3 separate regions of the Mus musculus genome follow, and all the other regions are linked to region 3. Evidence: chromatin contacts called from public HiChIP or PLAC-seq and Micro-C data. All regions are on one chromosome and are shown on one strand. Each heading gives the region's core, a stretch centred on a gene start, on an enhancer-like site or on the middle of the called end of the contact. The rest is flanking DNA. Distances are from core to core; before and after follow the strand shown.

The links. Hi-C and Micro-C count contacts between places; a contact is called where the count stands out from the background. HiChIP or PLAC-seq counts read pairs in DNA pulled down with a chosen protein or histone mark.
Region 1: a contact with region 3 is called in a Micro-C map of muscle stem cells, with 7 times the contacts expected there. The contact joins two enhancer-like sites. A contact is called at or near these places in 1 of 15 datasets of contacts at CTCF or cohesin (large pre-B cells) and 3 of 484 Hi-C or Micro-C datasets (bone marrow-derived macrophages and muscle stem cells).
Region 2: an H3K27ac HiChIP or PLAC-seq map of embryonic fibroblasts shows a contact between it and region 3, with 17 times the contacts expected there. The contact joins two enhancer-like sites.

What each region holds. Positions count from the first base shown.
Region 1 is chr17:45,246,565-45,251,457 of GRCm38.p6, forward strand. No RefSeq gene overlaps it. Among named protein-coding and RNA genes, the nearest start is that of Gm41582, 14 kb to the right of the region's middle. Within about 2 kb of position 1,362, at least 17 of the 459 cell types and tissues checked have an H3K27ac peak or open chromatin away from gene starts, as enhancers often do. A contact at or near this core is called in muscle stem cells, where this site is marked.
Region 2 is chr17:45,400,041-45,404,699 of GRCm38.p6, forward strand. It overlaps Cdc5l (cell division cycle 5-like (S. pombe)), which reads right to left. Exons shown (of 16, transcript NM_152810.2): 14 at 4,554-4,659. Among named protein-coding and RNA genes, the nearest start is that of Cdc5l, 31 kb to the right of the region's middle. Within about 2 kb of position 1,296, at least 49 of the 459 cell types and tissues checked have an H3K27ac peak or open chromatin away from gene starts, as enhancers often do. A contact at or near this core is called in embryonic fibroblasts, where this site is marked.
Region 3 is chr17:44,498,494-44,502,942 of GRCm38.p6, forward strand. It overlaps a transcript of Runx2 not described here. Among named protein-coding and RNA genes, the nearest start is that of Runx2os3, 61 kb to the right of the region's middle. Within about 2 kb of position 2,123, at least 68 of the 459 cell types and tissues checked have an H3K27ac peak or open chromatin away from gene starts, as enhancers often do. A contact at or near this core is called in embryonic fibroblasts and muscle stem cells, where this site is marked.

The DNA of each region.
Region 1 (4,893 bases), core at 112-2,611, 750 kb after region 3:
CTGAACTATCAATCATATATCCACATATGGATGATAACATGGGGTGACATCCAGGCTTTGCTTCCAAACCCTCCAAGCCAGGGACAGAGAGTGGGATGAAAATTAGGGGTGGCCTTGGGCTGGAAAGACCGCTCCCAAGGAAAGGCATCTGCCCTGAAAACCTGGCTGCTATGCTCCATGCCAGGAACCCAAGCAAAATGCCGGACAGCACACACCTGTAATCCCAGCATTCCTGTGGGCAGGTGGGAAAGAATCTCCTGAAGGGTTCACAGACACAGCAAAGTAACAGAAACAGCAAGGGAGACAAAGTGATGCCAGCAGAGGTGACCTCTGACCTCCACATACGCTCACTCACGCTCTCTCTCTCTCTCTCTCTCTCTCTCTCTCTCTTTCAAATAAATAGATGCTTTAAAAATAAGAACAGTCATGAAAAGATATTGGGACTAGATGGTGCTCTTAGAATTCTCTTAGAATTCCTGTTTGCATAGATATTTGTAATGTTTTGCATTTAAAAATGTAAAAAAGTAAAAGAAAGTACACAGTGTTAAACCTGGTGACGTCTCTCTCCAGCATCCCCATCTCATCTCGGGAACCCTGCATCGGTAGCCATTTGTCACCCTAATAACCGCAAGCCGTACAAAGAAAAGTCCCATTGGGCTAAGCAGGCTGAGTCATGGCTCCGTGAGAATTTCCATTACACACGTTATCTGTGTGGCCCATCTGGCTCGGGAAGTCCTCTCGTGTAATGTGTTCTGGCATGGTGGGGGGAGGCACACCGCAAATGGCTTTGGCATGCAGGCATATGTGAACTCAAGCGCCCGTGAATGGGCAGAGTTCAAGGTCACCATGAATAAGTCATGGTCCCTGCCCAGAGAAGCTGGCTGTCTTCTGGGCGCTACAGACGTTTAAATAACTGACCGGAGAATAATTCAGAATGAAGTCAAGCCCTGGAAGACTCTAAGCAAAGTGACAGGGCGTGGCCAACTTCCAAGGATGATGAGGGCAGAGCCCCAGCTAAAACCCCCGGGGACTGATCTCAGAAGCGGCAGCACGAATCCTTATGACATTCAGTTGCTTGCCTCTACTCTTTCAGTTGTGAAGTCAAAAGAAGGAGAAGGAAAAAAAAAACCCCTGCTTTAACGGATACACTGGGGACTTGGCTCTCTCCAAAGAGGGAAAATGTGTTTACATTAAAAGGTGGGGGGGAAATGTTGAACTACTGCAAGAAAACCAAAAATCAGAAAAAGCTGCCGATGGCTTAATATGCTCTTTAGTGGCTTCAGAAGGTCTGAGTCACGCCTCCCCTTTAATGTCTTCCCATGTCAAAATCCACCACCTCAAAGGGAAGCGGAAGACGGTCTTAAGGAGCCCATGCTCCACACTGCCGTGGTGACGGGTGCCAACGTGTTAGCTCATCGCCCCGGGCGGGAAGTCCTGGTAGGAAATTGATTTTCCTTGGATCAAGTCACTTCCCCTCTCTGCACCTAGTCTCCTCTACTGTAAGATGAAGCAGTTGGATACACTCAAGCCCTGCAAATCTATGGCCCCCTGCTCACCACTTTTTGCTATTCTGTGCCCACGGCAGACACAGCTAATAATCTGGGCTCCCTTTCCCACCATGCCCTGAAAACTCCAGCACCCACAATCTATCCAAAGGGACTGACAGTTGCCCCAAGCCTATGTATGTATCATCCCCAGAACTTGGTGCATTAAAATAACTTCTGATTAAGAGTCTAGGGAGACATCTCAGTGGCTAAGGTCTTCTCTTGTAACCATGAGAATCTGATTCAGATTTTCAGAAGCCTACATGAGTAACTAAAGCCTTGGAAAGGGAACACAGGAGATACCCCAAAACTAGGGCAAGACTAGCCATGTCCTTGGGCTCTGGGATTGATGGAGAGAGACCCTACTCCAAGGAATAAGATGGAAAGAACAAACATGATCTCTGTCATTAACCTCAGGGCTCTGTGTATGCGCACACACATGTGCACCCCAACACATGCAGAACTATGCACACACACACACACACACATATACACACGACACATGCACATGAAAACAGAAAAGGAGTTCTGGTTAAGAGTACCTCCGGGGGCCAGCAAAATGGCTCAGTAGTAAAGACAGTTGCCACCACCGATTGACCCAAGTTTGATCTCCAGAACCCACGTAGTTGGAGACAGCCAACTTCTCCAAGTTGTCCTCTGACCTCGACTTGCATGCTGTGGCACACACACACACACACACAGAGAGAGAGAGAGAGAGAGAGATCAACCTAGGCACATCTCTATCCCCAAATAGGGAAGCTGAAGCAAAAGAATTTTAAGTTCAAGCCTGCCTAGGCTACATAGTAAGATATTGTCTTAAAAGGAGATGGAGATGGTGAAGGGAGTGGAGGAGGAAGATGAGGAGGGGCAAGAGGAAGAGGAGGAGGGGGAGGAAGAGGAGGAGGAGGAGGAAGAGGAGGAGGAAGAGGAGCAAGAGGAGGAGGAAGAGGAGGAAGAGGAAGAGGAGGAAGAGGAGGAGGAAGAGGAGGAAGAGGAGGAAGAGGAGGAAGAGGAGGAGGAAGAGGAGGAAGAGGAGGAAGAGGAGGAAGAGGAGGAGGAAGAGGAGGAAAAGGAGGAGGAAGAGGAGGAGGAGGAGGAGGAGCAGCAGCAGCAGCAGCAGCAGCAGCTACAGTAGCAGCAATAGCAGCAACCGCAGGGAAAACACTCAGCGGAGATGCTGCCCCCACTGAATGCCATGGCACCAGCTAGGACTGAGGCGAAGAATCTGGAACCCTCACAGACCCACCCCCACTCCACCCCACCACTCACATGACTTAAGGGGCTTGTGATTTGTGCAGGGAGAGAAGAATCTAAGGAAACATACCAGCAAGCCAGGTGCCACTCAAAGGCCCCATGAATGACAAGGCCAGCCAGGCTGTGGGGGTTGGGGGTTGGATTGGTAACGGCTAATCCCGGCTGTCAATTTGGGATACCTTCAGATGAGCCTGTGAATGTCTGTGGGACATTTTCTTGATTGCTAATTGATATGATAAAATGATTTCTATATTACTAATAACCATTATTAATATTTTCCCTAGAAACTATCCCTAACAAATAAAATAATTAATATTAGCACTCATTTGATATTTATAGTGATAATTTCATGCTGTGTGAAGTTTACCCACAAAAATATTCTCTAAGAAGGACTCTCTTCTAGAACCATCTCAGTTGCTATGGTCCCTGCGGGTAGACAGCTTGGCCTTTTCTCCAGGCTCCTGACGTGGTTACAGACAGGTGAGGTTGGGGGACTCTGGTCTGGGTCCCCCAACACTGGGGCTTTCCAGGATGGTTGACAGTGGTCTATTACAAGGGAACTGGGCTCACTAGTCTCTCAACGCCTGCCTCTGGGGTTCTTAGGCAATGGAGCTCAGCTTGTTGAGGGCCGACCTCCATCCCACCACGATGCCTGCTCCGCTCCAGAACCAAACGTTTCCAGAGCTTGAGCAGTCTTTCCGCAACAGGCCATGTAGGATCTGGCGTGTTCTCTGTAGCCCTGGGTGGAAACTCACATACGTAGAAATGTGTGAGCCCAGCTGGCAGGCGATAGGCTCTCACACTGTTATCCCTTTCTTAGCAATAATGTTTAGGTTCGGGAAAGAGATCCAAAGTATATAGGAGTCCTCCTGCTGAGTAAGGGCTCCAGGCCCCACCCGCTGCGGCTGGGGCCACTGCTGTCTCCAGAGATGTTATTACACCAGCACCGGTCACGCACTGGACACAGGAGTCTCTCAATGTCCTCATTATGTGCCCTGTGCTCTCAGGTCGTGTAATTCAGCTGTAAAAATTTGCCCCTGGCTGCACCTGGCCTAGGAGTGGCACAGAGGGGTGTGTTTATTTTATTTTATTTTTTGAGTTTGCTGTTAAAAATAAATTTAATTTAAAAAAAAGAGGAAAAGACAGCTCAAGACGGAGACTATTTTAATTTGAGCTACGAAGGGAAAAGCAAGGGCAGAAGGGCTGAGGCTCTGGTGGTTTTGCTCTGGTGTGTCTGTGTGTGCACAAGTGTGTGCTTGCACAGGCGTGTGGGCCACACGCATGCGCAGACACAGGTAAGGCTTGTTGTTCCTGTAGAACTAAAAGCCAACTTTGTTTATTAGACTGAGATTTTCCAGATCGTTAAGTTGTGATGGAGCTCGGCTGAAACTGAGCAATATCCCTTTTGAAACAGGCACACACACAGGTACACACGTGGAAAGCAACTGAGCCGTTTCAATTAGTAGCAGCACCGGCAGTAATTAACTTTAAACGACATTTTTTTTTTTTTGGTGCTTCCCCCACCCCCCATTCCTTCCCGTAGTTGAGTAATTCGTGACCTTCTGAGTGAAGCTGGCTTCTGTCTACGGGTCTAGAAGGTTTGGTCTCTAAGCCAGGGTGTGGAGATGGAGGGAAAATAGGAAGGCCAAGACAGAGAGAATTCAGACAATAGGCGGATTCTTTCCCTGGGCAACCCTGTGTGGGAAGGAGATGAGATTCGGCAAGGTGGTCCTAGGATCTGAGTTAGCCCAACACAGCCTGGTCTGGCTTGTGGCTGAGAGGACCCACGTAGGGGATGCTGTATTCAGAACAGAAATGCCTCGTATTTGGAAGGACTTCTGGGGACAGGTGGGATGCCTACAGTTGATTACTCCTAGGAAGACAGATGGCTCTGGTCAGTGAAGGTGGAGATAGGGAGGAACCAACTGGACAAGACATTCTTCTCCCAGAGAGCTGAAGGTACAGAAGGCCTGGCCCCGACCACCAGTCTTTGTCTTCCCCGCTGGGGTCCACATCCGAGGATCAGTGTTCACCCTGGAGGCAAAGCGGGGACAGGAGTCTGCCTCGCCCCTTCTTGTCCTGTTGGCCCTGGCAG
Region 2 (4,659 bases), core at 46-2,545, 900 kb after region 3:
GGGCCAGAATATAACCTTATATAAAAAGAGGTTTAGGGACACCCAAAATAAACACACAGCAGACGGCAGCTCACTGCCAGTCCATCACTCAGCTACAGGATCCTGTCAAAGCAAGATGGAGTTCAATCACCACAACACGCTCAGACCGGTCACCAGTACCTCGCCTTCCATCACCGCACTCCGCACTCCTTATTCGCATCAAGTTTTTCTCATGACCCTTCCCTCTACTGATAAGATGCAGGTTCAAGTGATCTATGAGACTTAGTAAGCATTAGATAACAAGCAAGGCAGCCAGGCACCTGACAGCACCACAGAGCAAGTTGCATCCTCAGACTAGGAGATAAAACACAAATTCAACTCATGCAGAGGAGGACTGAGCAACACGGCTGTGCTGCTCGATCTCTGACCCCAGTGTCAGCTCCTATCTGAGTTCTTGCTGGAGACAACTAAGAAATCTGCCAGGAGCCTGAAGAGGCATGACAGATGACAGACAGCAGAACTGGGGAAAGAGAATTATCAAGGACTAAAGAGTCCTCCTATGTACCCCGTGCCACCTATTCCAGCCATCCCAGCCTCAGGAAAACAGATGGACAGCTATAGACGTATTTCCAGCACAGACTTCTCTAGCCAGCAATGCCGACCAACTTAATCCTTAGCCTAAGTTTTCACTGTGGAGTAACAAGTGCATCTTTTCCTGTGTTAAAATATCTGCCTCTATAATGAAAAGCACTGAAAAATGGGATCTGCAGTACAGCCAATTATGCTATAATGTAACTCTCACAAAGTCAGGGTCCTTGGCAGAGCTTTAAGAAATATACCAAGAAGGCCTTTAAATTGCTACCTCTGTTCTGTAAGCCACTTGTTTGCAAGAAGTCAACATTACATAATATTTCTTGACTATATTGACTGTGCAAGTAACATATGGAGAACAGTGTCCCCACTGGGCCTGGTTTCTACCTCTGAGGACAGCCTTTCCATTTTTATAGCTAACATGACAAAACCCACTTTCTAGTCATGCTTCCTCAACACAGCAGTGTAGTTACAATTTCAAATATTATTAAACTTAATGGCAGGGCCTAAATTCTGGCTTTTTATTTCACTTGTGCTCCTAATGGAAACTGCTTCACTCAAACTAATTATGTCTTCAGATGATTTCCTATTTCCACTCAAAGTGGAAACAACTTAGAACACTTCAAATTCTCTCTGCACTTCCCAAACACAGAAATGACTAATGCTAGCATCATCCGAAAATGAGGCCCTCCGCTAATGCTTCCAGAGAACCCAAGTCCACAAGAGCGAAGCACATGTCAGTCTTGTTCCCTGTCATGTGTCCAGGCTAGAGCAGTGTCTGGAACACAGCAGTTATCTAGCAGTGTTCCCTAAATGTGTGAGTAAGTAAGGGGAAAGCACTTTATCTTTAACAATTTGGTGAAAGTTTTTCTACAATGAATTACAGCCATCCCTCATTTTCTTAGAGTCATGGCAGGGAACAGAAATTGAGCCTCTCTGTTACTCTGGGAGAAATACTAGAAACAATAAAAGCTCTAACCTCCCACAGGAGCTCATAACAGCCCCAGAAGTTACTCCAAGGCTGGGACTTTCTGCTGCATGTTAAAATGCCTCTGTACGCTGTACTTGCACAACTTTCCTGAGCTCTTATTTCTGCTTGCCCCTTTACAAACAAATGTCTGACAAGGTTCCAGTTAATTCTGCCTCCATTGCAAAATAGAATCCCCGAATTCAGTTACAATGCAGACTGGTTCCCACTTACTTCTGATCTGTGACTACAATGCTTAACAGGCTCAGAAGCACATCCAACCATGTGCTGCATCAAAGAAATGGTTCTATTAGTCTTAAGTATCTCTTTTTTAATGATTTATTTATTTACTGTTATTTTTATGAGCACTGTGTTTTGCCTGCATGTAAGTCTGTGTGAGGATATTAAGCCCCTAAAAATGGAGTTATATACAGACAGTTGTGAGCTGCCATGTAGGTGCTGGAACTTGAACCTGGGTCCTCTATAAGAGCAGCTGGTGCTTGTAACTACTGAGTCCCAGTTTTAAGAATCTTAAGAACATTTTTTTTTAAGTGCCAAGTTACAAATATTAAACATAAGTGGTGGCTCAAAAAAAAAAAAATGACCCACAGTATAAACTCCAGAGGATATTTTTAAGTATGCTTAGGAAACACCAGCCATGACAACTCTGCGTGTTTTCTTGCCTGATGGGCTTGAGATGGAGCCACAATTTGGATTCACTATTCCAAAGTTCATGGCAGCAAAGGTCAAACACTGGCAGCCATGGTGCACTGTGCTTGCCCAGAAAGCCCACCTTCCTGAGCCTCAAGTAGAGGATTAGCAGTTAGCTACACCATCTAACTACAGTTCCTCCTCACAGTGAACTCTGAATGATGTTTATAATTTAGCAATCAACTGAGATGATGAAAGAATCACCACACAGTTGAAATAAAGTATTTATATATTTCAAACCAGTAAACTGTTGTCTTCAGGAGCTCTGAGAAATCTAGCTGTGATTTATGGATGGATACACACTAAATGGAAGCTTTGTTTATTTGGATCTCTGAATTGCTTCTCTTCTTCCTGAAGACTTAATAAACGTTCTTTTGGAATAAGAGTTTACTAATTGAAAGATTTGATTAAATATTCCTTAAAATTAACTAGCTGGGTTAACAATAAGCCAAGTTACCCAAGAGTCAAAAAGAGAAAAAAAAGTACTTTAGACTGTTTTATGAATATTCTTCCAACATCAGCAATCCCTCAACAAAAACAGTTCAACAGAAGACTTCAGTCCTGGTATGAAGTGAACAAAGAGAACCACATGTTTTTAATGACTGCTCACAACAACCCAAGTACCTCTCCAACAGAACAGAACAGAACAGCGGAGGCTCGCTGTGCTATTCCCTTCAGAATTCTCAGGGCTGATCCAACAGAGAAGAGTCACTGGACTTCACAGCAGCACTCACGCTGTGACATTTGTTTGCTGTCATGAAAGTTAGAGCCTCAGCAGAGTAAGTGAGATTCAAGTTAGAGCCTCAGCAGAGTAAGTGAGATTCAGGGGGATTATCCTCTTCATTTTAAACAACATTAAGATGTCCTTGATCTGCAGCAGAGAGAGTTTACCCACCTCAAACTGAGATTTTTCAAACAAAGTGAGAGATTGAAGTATTTATATATAAATGTTACAAGAAAGCATTCCAAACAGCCTACCAATCAATTACAAAGTTGGCCTTAGATCTATAACTGTCATTTGTAAGAAAAGAAGCCTGCACGACACAAAGTATAACCTACAATTTAACCACTCGTGTTCTGTCTCCGAGAGCTTTCATTATGAATTAAAACAGAGCAACAGTGCCACCTGCTGGAAGTCATAAAACTACAACACTCATGGCCCTGGCACTGCAAGAATTACATTACAAAGACTAATTTCCTAACTCTACAAGCACAAAGGTATGACAATAAGTGGTCATAAAGATTCATATTAGAAGACACTGTTTTTTCCTGTTCATTTCTCTAGTTCCACACAGCCCCAACTACCACAATTAATTCTAATATCTAGATTTAACCCTAAACAAAAATACTCTCAAATTTACTTTCTATAAAGAAAAACTAACAATCACATGAAAGAGGAAGCTTAGGTCATTTTCTGCATCCAGTGTCCTGAAGAATCCCTTTTCCCTTCTCTATTCCATCTTGGCCTCAGACACATCCCTAAAGACCACGAGTAAGAGTCTAGAAAGCATGCTGTGTGTGGTGGCTCACATCTTTATTCACACTGGAGAGGCAGAGGTAGGCAGATGTCTGAGCTTGAGACCAACCTGATCTACACAGTAAGTTCCAGTGATAGGCATAGTGACACAGTAAGACCCTGTCAAAAACAACAACAACAACCAGAACCCACAAGGCAGCCTGGCAGTCTGTGTTATTTACATGCCACTGCAAAATGTCTACAGAGATTCTGGAATTCAGAACATGAACATTCTATTAAGAAACCACTGCTGTTAATAGGCTTCAATGCATCACAGACATAGGAAATCACAGAGCCACTGTCTGCATAGCAACTCCACTCTAACTCAACTGCAGGATACACAAAAATGTACTGAGTTTCTGTAAATGTCGGTGCTCTGTGAGCTATAGATCAAAACTCCCACTGCTGTGATCTCACTGACCCATCTTGACTTTAGTAACTCCTTCTCCCTCCCTCACGTAAATAAAGGTTCTGATTGAGGGAAGAGTACCCAGCAAAGTGTTCAAGAACTACAAAGCAATCAGCTGTCCAGCCCTAGTACTTAAGTCACCAGACGTATTAACTGGCTCACAATTTCAACTGAATTGGAATTTTAAAAGGATACCAAGGGCAATGAAGATAGCAGGTAAAAGTGAATGCAGCGCAAGCCTAGCAGCAGGAATTCAAGGCAAACCCCACTTAGAAGGAAATGAAAGAACTGCCTCCACAAAGCTTTCCTCGAGCACTTACATACACATCATACACACAATAATAATCGATTTTTAAACATATAAGCAAATGGATACCAACCTCAAGTCTCTTTTCAAGTGATTCAATTCTGTCCTTTTTGCTAGCAAGATTAGCACGAGTGTAGCGGCTCTGAGCAGGAAGATAGAGGACTTGACTGTAGCATTCC
Region 3 (4,449 bases), core at 873-3,372:
TGTACAAAGCAAGAATCACATGTGTGTCTGGCCCATAATTGCCCTTGAGTTGGAATGATGAAAGAGCTTTGCAAACTGTTTACACCAACTTCCTTGAGAAAGATGTTAGCTTTATATTTCTAATCCTGTGGCAGACCAGATACCTCTGAGGAAACTAAATATACCATTCAGAATGTTCTAGAGAAGTGGTTTCAAACTTAATGCTGTCTGTGGCATTCCTCTGTTAAAATACAAATTAGGATTAAGTTGGTCAAGACTGGCATCTCAGACCCTGAACTAAACAGCTACCACCATGAAAGCAGCTTTGGCTGTTGCAAGATGCCGCTGAGATGGAACCTCTTGGCTGCTGGTGCTCCCTCACAGGAGGGGGTAGACATGGATGGAATCACTGGGCCCTACCTGAGATTGTGGCCACTTCCCACTGTGCCCTGCCCCAGCCATTTGTATGTAATTCTACTCTAATTGACTTCAGTTCCAGTTATGTTTTGTTTGTTTGTTTGTTTGTTTGTCAACTTGACACAAGCTGCAGTCACCTGGGAAGAGAGAACCTAAGTGAGGAATTGCTTCTATCAGATTGGCCTCCAGGCAAGTCTGGGCGGGGGTGGGGGGGGGCGGGGGGGCATTTACTTGAAGCCCCAGGTTCAATTCTGAGCATCACATAAACGAATATAGTGGTGCCTACATAGAATTCTAGCTCTCAGGAGGATCAGAGGTTCACATTCATCCTTGACTGTCTAGCAAGTTTGAGAAGAAGGAGTTCTGGGTGGCATGAGGCTCAGGAGAGCAATGTAGAGAATGGAATGAACCGTCAGCTGTTACCAGTATTTTCTCCTCCCTCCTCCATTTTAACTGATCGGTGATCATGTGATGGTGAGTATTCACTGTCACCTTGAGCAGATTTTGAATCACCTAAGATCTGGCCCACCACTGGGTATGTCTGTGAGGCTGTTTCCTCCTAGACTGAACTGAAGAGAGAGAGAGAGAGAGATGCTCTTTGACTATGGGTGGCACTGTCCCATTGGCTGGGTGCTCGACTGAATGAAAAAGGAGTGGAGCAGCTGAATTGCTTTTCTCTGCTTCCAGAGTGGGTGCAATGTGATCAGTGGCCTCACACTACTGCAACAACGCCTTCCCAACATCAAGGTCCATAGACTGTATCCCTGTAAACCTTGAGCCAAGAGCAATCTTTCCTTTTTTAAGTTGCTTTTCTCTGGTGCTATGTTACAGGGATAAAAAAAAATAAGTAACTAAGACATCCATTCTGAGGAAAGCTCACATTTCCAGTCTCCCTCACAGAGAGCTGGTTGTAGCCAAGTCAATCGGGCATAAGCGGACTAAAGTAGAGGTGTTGTGTTCCATCCGTCTTCCTGGGGTCCTGCCATTTGCAGTCTGCTTTGACCATGAGGTGAAAGCAGAAAATTGCCTTGAGAACTCTTAGAATGTGTTCTCTCTCTCTCCCTCTCTTTCTCTCTCTGACTCTCTCTCTCCCTCTCTCTCCCTCTCTCTCTCTATCTCTCTTTCTGACTCTCTCTCTCTCTCTCTCTCTCTCTCACACACACACACACACACAAGAGAGAGAGAGAGAGGGAGGGAGGGAGAGAGAGAGAGAGAGAGAGAGAGAGAGAGAGAGAGAGAGAGAGAGAGAGTTGGGTTATAAAAAGGACAAGTCCCAATTGTTGGGTCAGGATATGGGAAATAATGGTTTGAGAAGGAAGGAGGCGAGAAATGGCCTTAGTTCAAGGCTCAGAACTGGGAACTTTTCCTTTCTAGTTCTCTGGAGTCTGGGTGGCCTTTTCCCAGCTACACCCAGGCCTCCAGCAAGGCTCAGTTGTGACACACCTCAGTAGAGGCAGCCCTTGGAAACACTTCCCCAGGAGCCTGGAGGGCTGGGGAAACTCTCTAGCCCCGGGGCCTGCAGGAGAGCAGGTCTGTGGGAAGAGGGTGAGGTGTCTGAAGGCACAGAGACTCTCAGTACTGCGTCTGGGCCTCCGGCCTTTGATGGCTCAGGCTTGGCTGGCTGGCTGGCTGCCCGCTCCCTTCGGAACAGCCGACACTAAAGGGAGGGCTGAACAAGTGTCTGATGAACTCAGCCCAATAATATTCACTTCTTTTATTTTCCAGGAATGTCATGAGCCCCACAGGGTGATCTTCTGGTTTGAAGACCTGGTGAGTCAAGTCTATACAGACCTCTGACTCAGTTTCATCCCGAGTTCTCAGCAGACATCTCCCAGGAGCACGGCTCAGCGGGAGAGCAGAGCAGGGATACCTCATTAGGAGAGGATAGAAGAGCTCTGAAGCAGGCATGAGACAGGCTAGAGTACCCAAGATCACACGGGCCACATTGATAGTAATAGCCTATGTTCAGTGACTTCTTACTAAGTACAAAATCATGCATTCGCTCCACCAATCTTTGTGGCCAACTTGGCATGGCTTCTGCCATTAATTTTATACTACTGAGGAAACTGAGACCTAGCTAAGTGAGGCACCGTGCGCCCTGACCCAGAGCAGGTAGCTTATTCTAGAAAGGCTACTCTGCTGTGGACAGGACAGACAATTCGGAGGCATGAGATAGTGCAGAAAAAAAATTGTGAAGGGTACATTGTGTGTGTGTGTGTGTGTGTGTGTGTGTGTGTGTGTACACGTGTGTATACTTGAATTCCAATCTGTATCCCCTTCATTTCAATTCAAATGTTGTTTAACAAACTGCCTCCGAGAAGCAGCATAATGAGCAGCTTCAGATGGGATGGGCTAGCTGAGGCCACAGAGGCAAAGCCTGTGCTACAGCCCATGGAGCCAGGCCTTCACAGAGGTGACTGGACCACAGGTACCAGATCCTCTACTTTTCCCCTCAGCACTGCCCATTGCTGTATGCACTGAGCTCCACTGCAGAAGGGGTCAAAGGGCAAAGGCTGAGCATGTGGGAAATCCATGGTCTCCATCCCTGGTGATGTTGCCACAGTGTCACACCCAGAGCATCGTCAGCGTGGATGTCTGTGTAAGCTACCCAGCCTATCAGTCTCTTAGGCTAAGGAGTCAGTGTCCTGGTCAGCCACTGAGTTAATGAAGGGAAGTTAATGCTACAAAGGGGTAGCAGCAGCGGGGGGGGGGGGGGGGAGGCAACCACACAGCCTGGGTGTAGCTTAAAGGACATTTCCTTGGGGTTCCTTCAAGGAAGGAGACACAGAAGTAAAAGGAGTCTGTGCATGTAGGGTATCAGCAACATTATCCACAATGGGCAAAGGGACCATAACCAGGCCCACTGTGGTACAGAAGGAGAGATGTCCACATACAAAGGAATACTATTCTGCCCTAAAAAGGAAGAAAACCAGATACCCTCTACAGCATGGTCAGTTAGTACACAGACACCATCTGGCTTCCTTAGATGAAGTTCCCAGGCTAGACAAATGCACAGAGACAGAAAGGGTCACGCAAATGGCCTAGTGCTAGAGAGTGGAGAGATGTGTTTACTGAGTGCAGAACTTCAGCTGGGGCGATATGAAAGTTCTGGAGAGAGATGGTGGTGGAGGCTGCGTTGTGATATCAATGTACCCAGCGTCACTGAGCTGTACACTGAGGAACAACGGCAAGGATGCACTAATATGGAATATACTTCACTCATGGTTGTAAAACTTCATAAAACTTATGACAAGAGAGGGGGGACTGGAGACATCTTGAGTCATGGTTTGAGTAAGTGGGATGTGAATGATACAGTGACCAAATTTGATGCCTAGGACAAGGGAGACAGAAAGCAGACATGGTGGGGTGGAGATAGCACTTACAGGCAGGGCAATCAGAAGAGGAATTGAGAAGGTAATTTTGAGCAAAGGCTTAAGGAGTGAAGAAGGTGTGAGTCATCTTGAGTCAGGCATCGGAGAACAACTGTGTGTACACTTCTGTAACTTTCCATAAAGGGATCGAATGGATAACCTACTGCTAAGGTTTCTATGGATACAATGTGGGTGAAGCACCCCAGCAGGTCCCCAAGGGTAGAACGGCTTATTTAACCCTGGACGCTAAATGCTCCGAAGGTATGTCTGAGTCAGAAGGATGGGGCAGGGGGCATTCTGCCACTAAGAGCTTCTGTCGGGACTGTGTGGATGCAGGTGGGAAGAAAGTGATGTTCTTAGACCCCCATGCTTCCTAAGCAAGATGCTTGCAACGCAAGCATTTCACAGCTGAGTTGATGCTTCCTTGAGGCCACAAATGTCCACTGGCACAGGACCTAAAGGCACATAGAAATTGTATGTGCTCCAGAACTCTATGGCCCTCAGCCAGGCTTCTCATCCCTTTCCTAGTGGTTCTTGAAGGTACCATTCGTGTTCCTGTCACACAGCCTTTGTCACTTGCTGTCCCCTCTGCCTAGAACGCTCCCCCCTCAGGTATCTGTGCCCCACACACCTTCTTCACTCCTTAAGCCTTTGCTCAAAATTACCTTCTCAATTCCTCTTC